2 separate regions of the Sus scrofa genome follow, and region 2 is linked to region 1. Evidence: chromatin contacts called from public HiChIP or PLAC-seq data. All regions are on one chromosome and are shown on one strand. The core of a region is the stretch at or near the end of the contact, and the rest is flanking DNA. Distances in the headings are between cores, read along the strand shown. Region 1 overlaps TRIM31 (tripartite motif containing 31). Region 2 has its middle 15 kb from the start of TRIM26.

Region 1 (3,577 bases), core at 239-2,738:
GGGTGATCTGGGTGCCCGGAAAAAGAAGCCGGAAAAAGGGTAAGACCTGCCCTGGAAAGGAGGTGTGGAAGGTGTAGATGCGGCTGCTTGTGATGGAGTCGTAGAAGACGACTTCTCCGCCCTCGTGATTCACGTGGATCCCCACTTTCCTGGGACGGACTGAGAGTTCCTCCCGGGTGCCACCCTCGGTGAGCGCCTGGCAGTCGAAACCCACAATGCGCAGCACCCAGAAGCCAGTCAAGGGTTCGATCATCAGGGGGCCCCTCCGCGTTACCAGCTCCGAGGCCACGCCCACCAAGCAGCCCCCGCCTTCAGGCCCTTCAAGCTCCGCCTCCCAGGTCTGGCAGCCCGAGGAGAGGCCTGGCAAGCCCAGAACACAGCGGAATGGATGGAAGCGAGCAGGGTCAGTGGGTTCAGCACAGCGACTTTGAGGAACAGGGTCCAGCGTCACTGTCTTCAGATCCTGGGAAATGATGAGGTCCGGATGAGCCGAGGCCGCATCCAGGGTCACTGGGGCTGCGGGAAGATGAGGAGGGTGGTAGCCTCTTTCCGGGGTGCTAGCCCCAGGTCAAGTCCTCCAGACCCCTACCTCTTAGTTTCCCCTGAGGATGACTTTCTCTTCAAAGTCAAGGTCCTCTTTGTCCCCAGAGAAGTCCTAGCCCCTTCCCCCTCCTTGAAGTTAATCCTTAAATTTCATCATGTGCTGCTCTGTGGGTGCTCTCCACTGCTGGTCACAAGGCATCATTTCTACACCCAAAGCAAGACTATTTCCTCTTCCTTCCCCATCTCCTGTGGTCCTCATATCCAGAACAAGATCTGAACTTATATAAAAGATGTCAAGGCTCAGACTGTGCTGGAGTAATTTTCTAAAGTGCAGCCCCTCAAAGACAGGGATGAATGGAGGGGTGGGGTACGGAGGGAGAAAGTTAGCTCTCATCTCACCACACAGGCACAATTTTCATTGAATTTGGACATTGAGTTATCATTGAGTTATAGGTTATCAAGGCCAGAAGTCCTCCATCCACCCCCCACCCCCCCGCAATGGCTTGAATAGCCGTGGTTCCAGACTTTGCCACGGACTTAGGAACGAGAGACTCATGGTATCTCCTGATTTGCTATCTAATCTCACACCCTTGTACTGTAATATTACTTAGTTTTCCCTTGCTGGAAGGAGGGTGGGGATTGGGAGGGATGGAGGATGTAGGAATGTGGGGAAGAGGAGAAAGAGTGTCTAGGTACATGGGGATGAGTAAGGTAGATTGTGACCTAAGCAGTTCTTACTGGTCTCTTAGATTCCAATCTGACTGAACTGATGCCTAGGTAAATAATTTAAATTAAAAAAAAAAAAAAAAAAAAAGACCTGAGCAATCAACTGTAGTGACACTCTTCATCCACAAGGGGCACCAGAGCCAAAGCAATAAGCAGAAGCCACGCGCTGACGCTACCCGATTGCCCTTTTTCTGCTCAAGTACACCCGCTCCCTTCTCCAAGTGTCACCACCATCACCCGTCTCTGTTCTCAGTAGCCCGGGGCCTCTCTCCCACCTTCCACTCCCTCAGCCCCACTCCACGCAGTCAGGGACTCTTGATTGCTCTCAGCCACTCACTCAGCGCCGCCTTGAGCTCTTCAGTCCACGCAGCTCCAGGGCTTCCCGGGTCTTCAGAGCTGTCTTCGTTTGAATAGAAAACAAATGAGGCAATAGAGGCCCGGCTTCGGCTCCGGAACAGGTTGGGCAGTGAAGGTGATAGTTTGAGCTTTGGCGGTAGTGGTTTAGCGTTTCTGTCATCTTTAAGGAGAAGGAGAGGAGAAAAAAAGAGGTCGATGGGAGCAAGGCAGCAATCATTGTCCATGGCCTGAAGCCACGGACTAACAGAAATTTTTGAGCTTGTCTTACCTCAATGTTTAAGGGTACAGCTTGTTAAAATCCCTCTGCATATAAACTGCCTTTACTTATTAAGTTCATTTTAGTTATCTTTTCCCTCTCTTTAATTGCATACTCTCCAAGCTTCATGTAGCCTATGTAATATATCACGAGCATTAACCAGCGATAGATCAAACCTCTGACATACGGGTCACTTTTTTGGTCTTTTTAAGGCCACTCCCAAGGCATATATGGAGGTTCTCAGACTAGGGGTCAAATCAGAGCTACAGCTGCTGGCCTGCACCACAGCCACCCAACACCAACGTGGGATCCAAGCCGAAGTTGCAACCTATGCCACAGCTCACAGCAACACTGGATCCTTAACCCACCGGGCAAGGTCAGAGATCGAACCTGCATCCTCTTGGATGCTAGTCAGATTCGTTTCTACTGAGCCACGTTGGGAACTCCTGACATATGGGTTACTTTGGTAGTGGGGGCTTAAGTTGCTTTTTAGGAACTTGGTGTCAGCTCTTGTCCTGTTCCGGCTGGCTAAGGCAGGTTGGGACCAGCAGTGCTAAAACTGGGCTTGTGCAGGAGTCTGATGAACAACTTTTCGCATCAGAGGTTCAAAATGATACCCTCAGATTATGCTAAGCAGCTTCATTTTTGAAAGTGTATCCACAAAGAAGACTGTAACCTGGATCCACCTGCCCAAACAGAGGGGAAGGGGACTCCGCCTTTCCCATGCCTCAGGCCACCTTGTTTCATTATCTCAGAAGAAAATTGAGGCTCTTTCCTTCAAGGAGTGGGTCTCCCACCTCCTCCCTTGGCGGCTTTGTGAATAAACCTTCTCTGCTTCAAACCTCAGCATCTCAGTATTTGGCTTGCTGCGCATCAGGCAAACAAACCTGGTTTGGTAACAAAAGTACACCCGAACAAGTTAGGGGTAAACTGATTGAATGGCACAGTATTTCCTGGGGCGGGGGTGTCCCACTCTGGGAAGGGGGAGGGGAGATGGATGAAATGCCTGCTATCTCCACCCCCATATGCCCATGCTGTCCTAGCTCTTAGCATCTGAAACCTTCAAGAACATTCAACTCCACTGCCCTTCTTCCTCTCCCAACTCCCAGGCCCTCTTAACAGTCTCTCTAAGTCCCTCTTTTCTTTTTATTTCTTTTTAGGGCCGCATCTGCGGCATTTGGGGTCGAATCAGAGCTGCCTACATCACAGCCACAGCAATGCCAGATCCAAGCCTAATCTGAGACCTACACCACAGCTCACAGCAATGCTGGATCCCCTGATCGAGGCCAGGGATTGAATCCGCATCCTCATGGATACTAGTCAGTTTGTTACCCGCTGAACCACAATGGGAACTCCCTCTAAACCTCTTTTTCTGCTCTGTCCCTATACCCCTCCAACCCAGGCTGGAACTGAGAGCAGCTCTTCATCCCCACCTAACTCCAGTCAGGGAGGGTGATGCTGTGTGTTGGGAAGTCCTTGTACAGTTGCTCACCATCCTTCCTATGCGGTGTCAGTTCAGTGCATTCCTATCTGTGCGTTTGGACTCCAGCTTTCCTGACTACACCACCTGAAGCCACCAGTGCTCAGAGGCTGGGCTCCTACCTGAAGGGCTTACTCAGGCTCCAAAGTTTCCATCGGTGTAGGATTGCTTTTCTCTAACAGGTACCCTAGGAATGGGGAGAGAAAACCAACTTT
Region 2 (3,482 bases), core at 732-3,231, 83 kb after region 1:
ATTGCGGCTCAGCGGTAAGGAAACCAACTAGTAACCATGAGGATGCACGTTTGATCCCTTGCCTCCCTCAGTGGGTTAAGGATCTGGGGTTGCTGTGAGCTGTGGTGTGGGTCACAGACGCAGCTCATATCTGGCATTGCTGTGGCTGTGGTGTAGACCAGCAGCTACAGCTCCGATTCAACCCCTAACCTGGGAACCTCCATATGTCACAGGTGAGGCCCTAAAAATAAATAAATAAACAAACAAACAAACAAATAAATAACAAGCTACTCATTTCACCTTTATGAATCTGAAGAATTTTTAGGAAAGGAGGACAACATATCACATAGCATAACAAGAGATGTTCCCACTGCTTTTATCCTTCAGGAAATTCCAAAGGTATAGGGAATTGTTGAACCAGAAATTATGCACAAAAGTCAAATATATATGAGAAATATATCTCAATGACCAAACATCTACTTCTTACAAATCACAATATCACAAATGTGATGGGCCTGTTACAGTGCTTGGCATTTAGTAAGCAGTTAATGTTGAAGATGGTGTTGGGGCAGATTCCCTTAGAATGAGCTCCTGGAGGGAAGCTCAGTGAATGATGTCTCAGATGACAAGTCCAAGTCAGAATCATACTGGTGTAAGCATCTTAAATGGGCACCAAAAAGAATGTATTTAGAAGTAAGAAAACCCTGGGAGTTCCCGTCGTGGCGCAGTGGTTAACGAATCCAACTAGGAACCATGAGGTTGCGGGTTCGGCCCCTGCCCTTGCTCAGTGGGTTAAGGATCCAGCGTTGCCGTGAGCTGTGATGTAGGTGCAGACGCGGCTCGGATCCTGCGTTGCTGTGGCTCTGGTGTAGGCCGGTGGCTACAGCTCCGATTGGACCCCTAGCCTGGGAACCTCCATATGCCACAGGAGCGGCCCAAGAAATGGCAAAAAGACCAAAAAAAAAAAAAAGTAAGAAAACCCTCACTTATCTATTCTTTTTCTCATATGTGATGGAGAAACCTGGGGCAAAGTTGAAAACCTGGGATAAGTCCAGTCAAGCACTCTAGGGCAAACATGACGGAGGTGGCAGAACCAGAATCTCAGATACTCAGAACCACAGGTGAAGGAAGAAGTGGAGCCAGGAGCGGCCTCTGGTCACAGCCTCTCTAGGGCTGGATGTGCCCTGACTTCAAAAAAAGTGTAGCTTCATTGCCTGGATGTCGGAGTAGGGAATTAAAAAAAAGAAAGAAAGAAAGAAGGAGTTCCCATCATGGCACAGGGGAAACGAATCCGACTAAGAACCATGAGGTTGCGGGTTCCATCCCTGGCCTCACTCAGTGGGTTAAGAATCAAGACATTGCCATGAACTGTGGTGTAGGTGGCAGACGTGGCTCTCAGATCTGATGTTGCTGTGTTGTAGGCTGGCAGTTGCAGCTCCAATTGGACCCCTAGTCTGGGAACCTCCACATACTGCAGATGCGGCTCTAAAAAAGCAAAAACAAGAAAGGAGGGAAGGAAGGAAGGAAGGAAGGAAGGAAGGAAGGAAGGAAATATATTCTAATTCACGGAAGAACAAAAACCTAAACTAATGAGAATTGCTGTGTAGATTATCTTTAATTTGGGACTAGGGGGCTATCACCAGTGAAGAGTATCTTGGTAAATTCTCTCCCTCCCATCCCCATTAGAAAGAAGACTTAAGAGCTAATTATCCTCATCATGACAATAAAGCCATTACCATCCCCTCACAGCAGTCTCTTTGTATAGGGATTCTGAGACTGAGTGAGTGGCCCAAAGAACCAAGCAGAAATAACAATGAATGCACAAGTCAAGGTGCCCACCCTGCAGATGTAAAGGCCTGCTATTCCGGTCTTGGCTCAGTCAATGACTTTGACCTTTGGAAAATCACCCCCATTTGCGTGCTGCTTCTACCCCCTGAGCATCAGCTTGTTCCTCATAGAAAAGGGGACCAACTTTGGGTACTTCCTTCTAGTCTCTTGGGAAAGCAATGACCTCATACCTTTGGGCTCAGGGAAAACCATGAGCTCTAGAAACAGGAAGACCCTGATTCATATCCTGACTCACATGTTAGTTGTGTGATCTTTGGGAGGTTTACTTAATCTCCTTGAGCTTCCAGATTCCTGGTTTGAAAACTGGGGACAAGAACCCATCTTAGGATACTGTTATCAAAAATAAATAAGGGCGTTCCTGCCATGGTGCAGTGGCATAATTCGTTTCTGCCAGGCACGCTGTGAGTCAAGTGGTCAGTCTGAATTTTTTTTTTCAGTTTCACAAGAAAACAGACCAGTACACTGACATGCTCAAGGAATTTTGTTTTTACTCTTTAAATCCTGAGTGGCTGTGACAGTCCAGGCTGTGGTGGCTGGAATGGGACACCTCCTCTGCTCTAGACTCAGGACTCAGATCCTAGCCTGGGAACTTCCATATGCTGCAGGTGCAGCCATAAAAAGACAAAGAAAAGGAAAAAAAGGTAGTTCCCTGGTGGCCTAGCAGTTAAGGATTAAACATTGTCACTGCTGTGGTGCCAGTTCAATTCCTGGCCCTGGGAATTTCCACATGCCATGGGTGTGGCCAAAACTCCAAGAAAACCCAAAGCAAACAAACCAAAAAACACATGAAAAAATGACCCCTTTCCACAAGGGAAGATACTACCTGGAGAAGTGCCACCCTAAGAACGTCAATTACAGAACAGTCTGAAGGAGACTAAAAATCAGTATTTTTCGGAGTTCCTGTCATGGCTCAGTGGTAACGAATCCAACTAGTACCCATGAGGACGTGAGTTCGATCCCTGGCTTTGCTCAGTGGGTTAAAGATCCGGCATTGCCATGAGCTGTGGTGTAGGTTGCAGACGCGGCTTGGATCCTGCGTTGCTGTGGCTCTGGCATAGGCCAGCATCTACAGCTCTGATTCGACCCCTAGCCTGGGAACCTCCATATGCCGAGGGTGTGGCCCTAGAAAGAAAAAAAAAAGAAAAGAAAAGTAATTTAGCACAAATCTCTGCTGAGAGAGCTCCTAACATTTCCCTCCCAGGAAGAGGGCAGTCAATCCAGCAGGAAAGGGGCGGAGGCAGGAGGCAGCCATAAGCAGAGACAGATAAACATGTGAGAAGCTTAAGGAAGCACTAATTCCATAGGACAACAATAACCGTGACTAAGTGGATGCATACTAAAGTGTGTATGAGATTGTTTTTCAGACATCAAAACTTGGAGGAAAACCAGTACAGGAAGTAAGAGTAATCATAGTTTGGCCTCATGACCAGCTGTAACTCCCTTGGACACAGACATGATAATGAACATAGTCAGCAATCAGCCAACCGATGTCAGGTGTCTACCTTGAAGGGAGGGAAAGGATGGGACGTGCGGGTGAGCGTGGCAGGTGTGCGGGTGAGCCTGGTGGGTGGTATGGGGAGGAACAGAGCTCATCTTCCTTCTCCACAGTGGAAAATTAGAGGACCATGCCCCAAACTCATGTTATTTACAAAAAA

Evidence for each region. HiChIP or PLAC-seq counts read pairs in DNA pulled down with a chosen protein or histone mark.
Region 2: a contact with region 1 is called in an H3K27ac HiChIP or PLAC-seq map of alveolar macrophages. The contact joins two enhancer-like sites. A contact is called at or near these places in 1 of 5 promoter capture datasets (fetal liver), 8 of 47 Hi-C or Micro-C datasets (blood, fetal liver, fetal skeletal muscle and 5 more) and 1 of 2 datasets of contacts at active chromatin or transcription factors (alveolar macrophages).

The regions. Positions count from the first base shown.
Region 1 is chr7:22,668,438-22,672,014 of Sscrofa11.1, forward strand. It overlaps TRIM31 (tripartite motif containing 31), which reads right to left. Exons shown (of 11, transcript NM_001206402.1): 8 at 3,498-3,549; 9 at 3,485-3,495; 10 at 1,607-1,786; 11 at 1-516. Among named protein-coding and RNA genes, the nearest start is that of TRIM31, 11 kb to the right of the region's middle. Within about 2 kb of position 1,489, at least 13 of the 83 cell types and tissues checked have an H3K27ac peak or open chromatin away from gene starts, as enhancers often do. A contact at or near this core is called in alveolar macrophages, where this site is marked.
Region 2 is chr7:22,751,385-22,754,866 of Sscrofa11.1, forward strand. No RefSeq gene overlaps it. Among named protein-coding and RNA genes, the nearest start is that of TRIM26, 15 kb to the right of the region's middle. Within about 2 kb of position 1,982, at least 5 of the 83 cell types and tissues checked have an H3K27ac peak or open chromatin away from gene starts, as enhancers often do. A contact at or near this core is called in alveolar macrophages, where this site is marked.